Regions from separate parts of the Mus musculus genome. Here region 2 is linked to region 1. A link is a contact called in public promoter capture Hi-C data. All regions are on one chromosome and are shown on one strand. Each heading gives the region's core, a stretch centred on a gene start, on an enhancer-like site or on the middle of the called end of the contact. The rest is flanking DNA. Distances are from core to core; before and after follow the strand shown.

Region 1 (4,334 bases), core at 574-3,073:
GTGTTGAATTAATGTTGAAAACGGGATGCTTTGCATTCGTGATCATTGGGTGGAGGAGGACTGGGCACACTGGAAAATGCCCAGGTGGCTGCTGTGTAGGCCAGGTGCTTCTGTGACCAGTTGCAAACTCATTCTGATTTGGGATATGCCCTTCCCAATTATGGATTAAGTTACTCGGGAATGGTTAGAATGAGATGCATTGCCATTAAGAAATCACCTATCTCAGGTGGTTAAAATGCCCAAGTTACGGAACCATCTTTGTTAGCCTGGAACTCAGCTTTCTCAACCCCATCAAGTGGTATGGGGCACTATCTATGCTGGGCCACTCTTTAAACGTAGATAACCACAAATAACCTGTGTTGTTATGTTGTCGTGTTCAGCATGTTGGAAACTGTTTTTCCCTTTACCCATCATGCCCTGATGTCTAGAAGGGTTGAGGCGCTAAAGCAATCTCGGAAAAATCAGAGCTTTTCTTCAGGACAGGCTCAACGCAAGTTAAGAAACCCTTTTCGTCCTTTAATGGAAATCTGTTTTCCTAAAGAGCTCCGTTTAAACCCGCCTGGAGTGGAGCTGGCAGAGACTTCAGCCAGCCTTTGGGTTCCCTTTGACCTTGATTATGACCAGGAGTGTCGCTGCTAATTGCGAGGCCTGCCTCAAGGTGGAAAATGGCATCGGTTTCCACCACCACCCAGGAGAAGCCAAGTTCTGTGGACCACGACAGCGGTTAGGTTCTTTTCAGGCCGCGTCTCGCCACCCAGAGAGCAGCGCGGAGGCCGCCTACAGGTGCAGTCCCGCCACTGCGCCCGGGCTGGAGGCTGGCGGAGCCCTCGGCGTCTCAGAAAGCCCTTCCCGAAGTCCGGGCTGAGCCCCCGGGTGCCCGCCGGCCACTCCCCCTGCTTCCCCCACGCCTCTGCCCCGGCGCGGTCTGGAAAGGACGCTGGGAGCCCCTCCGAGGCTCCACGGACATGGATTTGGGAAGGGATGGCGCGCGGCCGAGGCTTTCCCTCGAGTTTGCGGCAAGTCTGACTCCGGGAAAGTTTTTCAAAGTTCCCAGCAGAGTCTGCCCAGGTCGCCTCTGCGGGGCGAGGAGACGGCGGCGAGCGCGCCAGTCTCGCCGCCGCCAGCACAGGGCTCTGGGCTCGCTTGCTGGGAGCGGCCCGGGTTCCCGGCGGGCAGGCCCTCCTCCCCGGGGCAAAAGCCGCAGCTGACGCAGGCGGCTCCGAAGGCGGAAGCCGCCCGCCCCAACTGCTCCGGCCGTACCGCGGCGCCTACACCTGGGGCTTGCAAGGGAGCCCAGGCCGTGCACCGAGGGGGCGGTCCAGCGGAGGCGCTCTGGGCTTCTCAGAGCCATGGGCTCCTCCACGGTCCTTCCAGGTTCCTTTCTCCTGGCCCGGGCTCCCCGGGACACTGATCTGCGTGTGGGGGCCCCTCGGGCGGCCATGCCACCCGGTCCGTCCCGCAACTTCCAACCCCTTCTCAATTTCTCCCCTCCCCAACAACCCGGAGGAAAGGGGCGTGCCCAATAGATGGCACGCCCCTTATGAATATTAACAATCGCGCATGCGCCTTGTTCCGCGTGTTGAGAAGAGGTGGCCAGCCGGAGTCCCGGCTCCCAGACCGGCGCTCCGGGTCCCTTCGAGAGCCAGGCGGGCACGCGTCATTGTGTTACCTGCAGCCGGCCGGCGAGCTAGGCTCAGGTTTTTTTTTTTTTTTTCCTCCCCTCCCTCCCCGCGTTTCATGCAGCTGATCTGAAAGGGAATAAAAGGCTGCGCATAATCATAATAATAAAAGAAGGGGAGCGCGAGAGAAGGAAAGAAAGCCGAGAGGTGGAAGAGGGGGGAGCGCCTCAAAGAAGCGATCAGAATAATAAAAGGAGGCCGGGCTCTTTGCCTTCTGGAACGCGCGGCTCTTGAAAGGGCTTTTGAAAAGTAGTGTTGTTTTCCAGTCGTGCATGCTCCAATCCACGGAGTATATTAGAGCCGGGACGCGGCGGCCGCGGGGGCAGCGACGACGGCAGCCTCGGCGGGAGCACCAGCGCTAGCAGCGGCGGCGGCGTCCGGAGTGCCCGTGGCGCGCGGCGCAGCGATGCGGTCCCCACGGACGCGCGGCCGGCCCGGGCGCCCCCTGAGTCTTCTGCTCGCCCTGCTCTGTGCCCTGCGAGCCAAGGTAGGAGTCTCTCTCCCGCTCTTGCTCCCCGCGGTCCTCTCCCTTCCCTCGTGGCGTTCTGGACGGGAGCGGCTGTGGCTCCCAGTGCAAGTTCCGGAGCCCTTGAGTACAAGGCTCCCTGACCCTGACTTTTCACCCGAGAGGCAGCACCCGGTGAGGGAACGCTGGTTCCCCAGAGGGGAGCCCCTGGCCTCGAAAGATAAACTCCTCCAGGCTGGGCAAAATGCGATCATTACGTTCTCACGGTCCTTCGGGGCACTTGTCTTAGTTTTCCCGCACTTGTGTTTTTTATGCCCCCAAACCAGGTTGAGCCCTAAACCTAGTTTTTGCAAAATTATTTTCACTTGCCACCGAGGATCTTTGGCAGCCTGGGGTGTGTGTATTGGGGGTGGGGGGTGTCAAGGAGTCTCCACCTCCACCTTCAGAGAAAACTTTCTCATGCGTTGACCTTCCTTCCTCGCTGGCAGGTGTGCGGGGCCTCGGGTCAGTTTGAGCTGGAGATCCTGTCCATGCAGAACGTGAATGGAGAGCTACAGAATGGGAACTGTTGTGGTGGAGTCCGGAACCCTGGCGACCGCAAGTGCACCCGCGACGAGTGTGATACGTACTTCAAAGTGTGCCTCAAGGAGTATCAGTCCCGCGTCACTGCCGGGGGACCCTGCAGCTTCGGCTCAGGGTCTACGCCTGTCATCGGGGGTAACACCTTCAATCTCAAGGCCAGCCGTGGCAACGACCGTAATCGCATCGTACTGCCTTTCAGTTTCGCCTGGCCGGTGAGTGAGCGACACACCGACAGAGTCGAACGCGGGGCCGAGCCCTATATTGCCTTGAGAAGGATTTAATGCCACTTGAAACTTGGCACTAAGTTGAGAGGCTTTGGGGGTGGCAAGTTTGAGAGTCCAGACTACAGCTGGACCTGGACAAGATGAGACGGGCGGGTCTTCCATTCTGGGTGGTGTCTGCTTAGCGCAGCGAAATGGGGTCTCTGAAGAGCATTGCTGGGGGAAAGTACGCAAGGATGCTAATTTTATGCTTGCTACTTCCAGTTCCCACCCTCGACCAGGCGGTCATTATAGATGATTTCTTTGCTTAACTAATTAAAACTCGTAGTGCCCTGGAAGGCGACTGCGCATAGTCTGCCCTGCATACGCTGTCCAAGTTGGCACCCTCCCCTTTCCCGTGAGCCGCCCCGAGGGCGGGTGTGTCCTTCCTGCAGGGTGTGGGGGAGCAGGCTTCCCGCGGCTCTAGTGGGGAGATTTTAGTGTGTTGGAGGGGTGCTCTCCCAGCCTGAAGTGGCGGCTGCAGGAGGGGGGTTGTCTCCGGCTGGCGTCCAAGCTTTAGTCTGGGAACCTCCGCCCCCTGCCGGCCCCTTCCTCCCGCCCCCGCTCGGTGCAGCCCAGGCTGCCTTACTCCCAGCGGTTCCCCAGTTCTGGAACAGCTGTGTTTGCAAACTTCCCCGGGAAGGGCGGGCGCACTCTCTCGTCCGGAGGGCACCCGGCCTCCGCAAGCCCTTCCCGCGCCCTAGTAAGGCTTAGAAGAGGCAGCCCGCTATAAGTCGTGTTTGCGGGTGCAACTGCGTGCGCCCTCATCTCCCCCTTTTCCCTCGGAGCTGCTTGAGGCCGGCGTACCGCTGGCAGACTGCGGCAGAACCCTTGCAACATCCCAAAATGGGTGGAAGGAAGATGGGTGCGATTGCAGAAGGGGAGGAAAGGGAAATGGTGGGGGGTGTGCCCGTTGTCCAGGAGGCGTGACTCGCTGCCAGGACTGGTGCTCCGCCAAGCTTGAGCTCCGAGGGTGGGTGGTAAGAGGGGGAGATCTGTGCCCCAGAGGATTGCTTTCCGCCACGTGCTCGGATGGGGTGCGCTCTGCTGCCTCCTACCCGCGGCTTTGGGCTGTGATTTGAAACTCTGAAGAGGGGCGGGAGAGAAGCCTGTCTGGCTGTCTGTGTGTGAAGCTGAGCTGGCTCTTAATGTCTGCGTTTACAGGAGTTGGCCTTTGCTGTGGGTGCGATAAGACAGTTATCGAAAACATGCTATTAAAAAGGGTCTTATTTTGGCAGGGGACTGCCGCTGTAGGTGAAATCTCTTCAGATCTGAAGGCTGTGTCCGCTGTGGGATTTCACTTTTACAAAGAATGTTTGTCTTGTTTGTTAATCCCCTATTAGGGAG
Region 2 (4,334 bases), core at 576-3,075, 530 kb before region 1:
ATGTCTTTGGGTTAAGGACTTAGGTGACACTGACGTGGGCCTGTTCATGTTCTCAGTCTCTGGATGATTTAGCATGGCCTCTTCTAAGACAGCTGGAGAGACATAAAACTGTTTCTCCTGTTTCATTACCTGGAAAGTTTTTCAGGGCATAACGTCATGGTTGGGAAAAGCAGGCATGGTGCGAGCAAGCAGGAATGTGAATGTACTGAAGGCTTTAGGCAGAATGGAACAGTATCCTTCCAATGATTGTGCATGCCACTCCAAGAACAGCTCACACCAAGGACCCTGCGTCTTGGTTGGAGGGACTGCAGTACCACAGATGCTATGCAAAAGAGCAGGAGAATCATTGGAAACTTCTCCAGTGTTTCTTCTAGAATGAAGGCAATATTCTGCCGAGGAGCCTAGATTTTGAAGCTCTGCATGTACACAGTTTACTCTCTTTTTATCCTATGTGCCTTTCAACACTGTTCTGCAAACAGCTCATTAGACTCCAAAGATGATGATTGAGGTGGGCTTTGAGCCCAGTAAAATGAGATCATAAGGAAAACTGTAACTTGGTTTCCTTCAGAATCATCACCAGGAAGATATGATGGAGCTGTTGTGCACAGCAATGAGGACCACCTCCACTCCCCTCCCCTCCCTAGACTTTCTCTCTCTCTCTTTCTTTCTTTCTTTCTTTCTTTCTTTCTTTCTTTCTTTCTTTCTTTCTTTCTTTCTTCCTTCCTTCCTTCCTTCCTTCCTTCCTTCCTTCCTTTCTTTCTTTCTTTCTTTCTTTCTTTCTTTCTTTCTTTCTTTCTGTTTTTGTTTTGAAGACAGGGTTTCCCCGTGTAGCCTTCACTGTCCTGGAACTCACTCTGTAGACCAGACTGGCCTCAAACTCAGAAATCTGCCTGCCTCTGCCTCCCAAGTGCTGGGATTAAAGGTGTGCACCATCACACCAGGCTCTAGATTTTCTCTGTAGTATTAGAACACTGTTTTTCTGCTTAAGTTTATACCACTTCAACCTCTGCCAATTCCAAGAAGCCTCTTTATTTGCTGAAGAGACCATGACTACATGGGTCCAGAAGCAAATATGGGAAGGAAGACTCATTCATTCACTTCCCCACAGTGACTGGCATCATGACATAGACTGTGGTTCCAAATGATTCTCTGCCCACCTTGAAAGGAAGCCAAGGCCTAATTGGCCCCATATTCCAGTGGTCAGCAAGCCTTGGTAACCTCTGTAGACCTGATCATTAAAGAGGACAAACCTCATGTGCGCATCTCTGCCAGCTTTCCCCATGCCTATTGGTCTAGGTGCAAAATAAAACATAAAAAAAAAGGAAAACCAAAGGCTTGCTCATCTCCTGTGACTCTACAGGGGAATTCCAATCACACAGAGAACGCCCTGTCCCTGCTTCCCACCTATTTCACCCCACACAGGAGGAACAAGCCTAGGGGAAGAACTCATTTCCCTGTTCCACTATTTGTAAGCACATTTTCCAGATCACTTCTGACTTTTTGATTTCATAAGGCTTCTGCATCCAAAGGAGGTTGAGAATTGGTCTAACCTCACAACAGACTCCTTAGCTCCTTCTCAAAGGTAAAATGCTTATCTGCCTAAAGAAGAATGGAAATTTGCATGGCTGACAGTGAGAACTTCTGCCCTGTTGGCATACAAACAGGGCTTCATGCTGATGGCAGCTTTGGGGTAGGGGTGGGGGTTATTTTCTGCAGACCGTTATCAACAGGAAATCTAACTACAGCTAATGCAGCAGGACAGTTTGGCTAGGCTGTGGAAACAAATGTTTTAGAGCCCTTAAGATAACTGTCGCTCACCTTCCAGACTCATTAATCACTGGCAAGCTGAAGCCATCCAGTAAGGAGGAAGCAAAGGGGTGGGGGATGTGGAATATATGTCAAACAAATCATGCTCTTGTGCTAACATCAAAGATAGAAAGCTCTAGTGACATATAGAATATTAAGTCCCCTTTGTTCTGTGTGTGTGTGTGTGTGTGTGTGTGTGAGAGAGAGAGAGAGAGAGAGAGAGAGAGAGAGAGAGAGAGAGAGAGAGAGAGAACAGAGACTACCAAGAATCAGAAAAAGGGATGAAAAATAAAGACAGGAAGAGAGTTGGGCTTTAGGGTGCAGGCTTGTAATCTCAACGCCCGAAAGCATGAGGCAGGAGCATTACTGTGAGTTCCAAGGAAGCCTGGGCAACAATTTAAGACCCTGTCTCAAAAACAAAAACAGACAAACAAAACAACAGAGAGGAAGAGCTTGAGGCCTAAAAAAACAATGTGGCTCTATGATCCCAAACTGTAAACCGTGTCGCTTGATCCCTTTCATCTCACTCCTGTCTCTGGTAGGGGATTTATTACTGTGTCTGGAGGAAATAAGAGTAAGAAGCAGAAGAGACACCCAAAGAGATAAAACTACATATATACCCCTATATTTCTGCCTTCTTCCGAGAACAAAGCAAATACCGGAGTGCTCCGTCTTTTCTATTAATTTTTAAGAAACGTGATGTGGTTGTAATGCTTCCTAAACTAGTTTCCAGCCAGGATTTCCCAAGTGCATCTAATTGCCAACTTTATCAAAGGCTCTATCAGGTAAATGGTGTTCCACCTCCGCTGAGCCTGCTGAAGGTTGACACCCAGGACTTGTCAGGCAATGGATCACAGTGCTGGCATGGGGGCCCCTTGTTCTGGGTTCCTGCAAGAGGGTGACAGTAAATTATGACATCTGCCAGGAAGTTCTGAACAGGGCTGTGTGACCGGATACACCTACCCAACACATGAGGAAAGCTTTTAGGATGTGACTGGAGATGTGGCTGAAAACTCTTAAAGGGACAAAGAGCCTTTGTCCTCACAACAGTAAAGGAAGATGATTCCAGATCATGTACTTTACCCTTTCATGGCATTTAATGACCTATTTTGATGTTGGAGTGAGTTATGTTGCCTGGCAGTTGGAAAGTGTTCCAGATTTTTAGATTCTGCTTCTCCATCCTCTTACAGTTATTAAGAGAGCAGCCAGTATCCTGCTTTCTGTCTAAGATAAAGAAACTGATGATGAACCAGGCTAAGTGATGCCTTGACCTTGGCCAAAGGAAGTCAGAAAAAAAATGCCATAGTTCACTTCCAAGGCCCTCAGATGTCTAATCTTCATACTGTGAAGGCCTTTACCTTCTTCTTACCAAAGGTATTTTATTCATTGTAACTTAGGAACCATGCCTTATTATTACTATTTTTAAAAGCGTGGTTTTTTTTTCTTAATCCTTTACAGAACTTACATTAAAACTTAACATAAAAATATACAACAACAAGAAAATCTAGCACACATGATGAAAGGAAGCAAGAGACAAGTTATTATATTTTTCAGTGAATTTTCTCAAGGGATTTGTTCTAAACAATAGCAACAAATCCGAGACTGGGCTGGAGAGATGGCTCAACAGTTAAGAGTGTTTGCTGCTCTTTTTTTTTCCATTTTTTATTAGGTATTTAGCTCATTTACATTTCCAATGCTATACCAAAAGTCCCCCATACCCACCCACCCCCACTCCCCTACCCACCCACTCCCCCTTTTTGGCCCTGGCATTCCCCTGTACTGGCATAGTCTCACAAGAGACAGCTACATCTGGGTCCTTTCGATAAAATCTTGCTACTATATGCAATGGTGTCAGCATTTGGCTGCTGATTATGGGGTGGATCCCTGGATATAGCAGTCTCTACATGGTCCATCCTTTCATCTCAGCTCCAAACTTTGTCTCTGTAACTCCTTCCATGGGTGTTTTGTTCCCAATTCTAAGGAGGGGCATAGTGTCCACACTTCAGTCTTCATTTTTCTTGAGTTTCATGTGTTTAGCAAATTGTATCTTATATCTTGGGTATCCTAGGTTTTGGGCTAATATCCACTTATCAGTGAGTACATATTGTGTGAGTTCCTTTGTGAATGTGTTACCTCACTCAGGATGATGCCCTCCAGGTCCATCCATTTGGCTAGGAATTTCATAAATTCATTCTTTTTAATAGCTGAGTAGTACTCCATTGTGTAGATGTACCACATTTTCTGTATCCATTCCTCTGTTGAGGGGCATCTGGGTTCTTTCCAGCTTCTGGCTATTATAAATAAGGCTGCTATGAACATAGTGGAGCAGTGTCCTTCTTACCAGTTGGGGCATCTTCTGGATATATGCCCAGGAGAGGTATTGCTGGATCCTCCGGTAGTACTATGTCCAATTTTCTGAGGAACCGCCAGACGGATTTCCAGAGTGGTTGTACAAGCCTGCAATCCCACCAACAATGGAGGAGTGTTCCTCTTTCTCCACATCCACGCCAGCATCTGCTGTCACCTGA

The links. Promoter capture Hi-C pulls out the DNA fragments that hold promoters and counts their contacts.
Region 2: a promoter capture Hi-C map of the HPC-7 cell line shows a contact between it and region 1, with 8 times the contacts expected there. The contact joins the enhancer-like site here to the promoter of Jag1 in region 1. A contact is called at or near these places in 6 of 39 promoter capture datasets (the C10 cell line, the HPC-7 cell line, cranial neural crest and 2 more), 1 of 15 datasets of contacts at CTCF or cohesin (the NIH/3T3 cell line), 3 of 484 Hi-C or Micro-C datasets (the N1E-115 cell line, nephron progenitors and ventricular fibroblasts), 9 of 115 datasets of contacts at active chromatin or transcription factors (craniofacial prominence, embryonic forebrain, embryonic hindbrain and 6 more) and 1 of 9 other capture datasets (adipose tissue).

What each region holds. Positions count from the first base shown.
Region 1 is chr2:137,114,009-137,118,342 of GRCm38.p6, reverse strand. It overlaps Jag1 (jagged 1), which reads left to right and starts at 1,823. Exons shown (of 26, transcript NM_013822.5): 1 at 1,823-2,166; 2 at 2,634-2,939. The coding sequence starts at 2,086.
Region 2 is chr2:137,641,857-137,646,190 of GRCm38.p6, reverse strand. No RefSeq gene overlaps it. Among named protein-coding and RNA genes, the nearest start is that of Gm14064, 19 kb to the left of the region's middle. Within about 2 kb of position 1,825, at least 16 of the 459 cell types and tissues checked have an H3K27ac peak or open chromatin away from gene starts, as enhancers often do. A contact at or near this core is called in the HPC-7 cell line and the N1E-115 cell line, where this site is marked.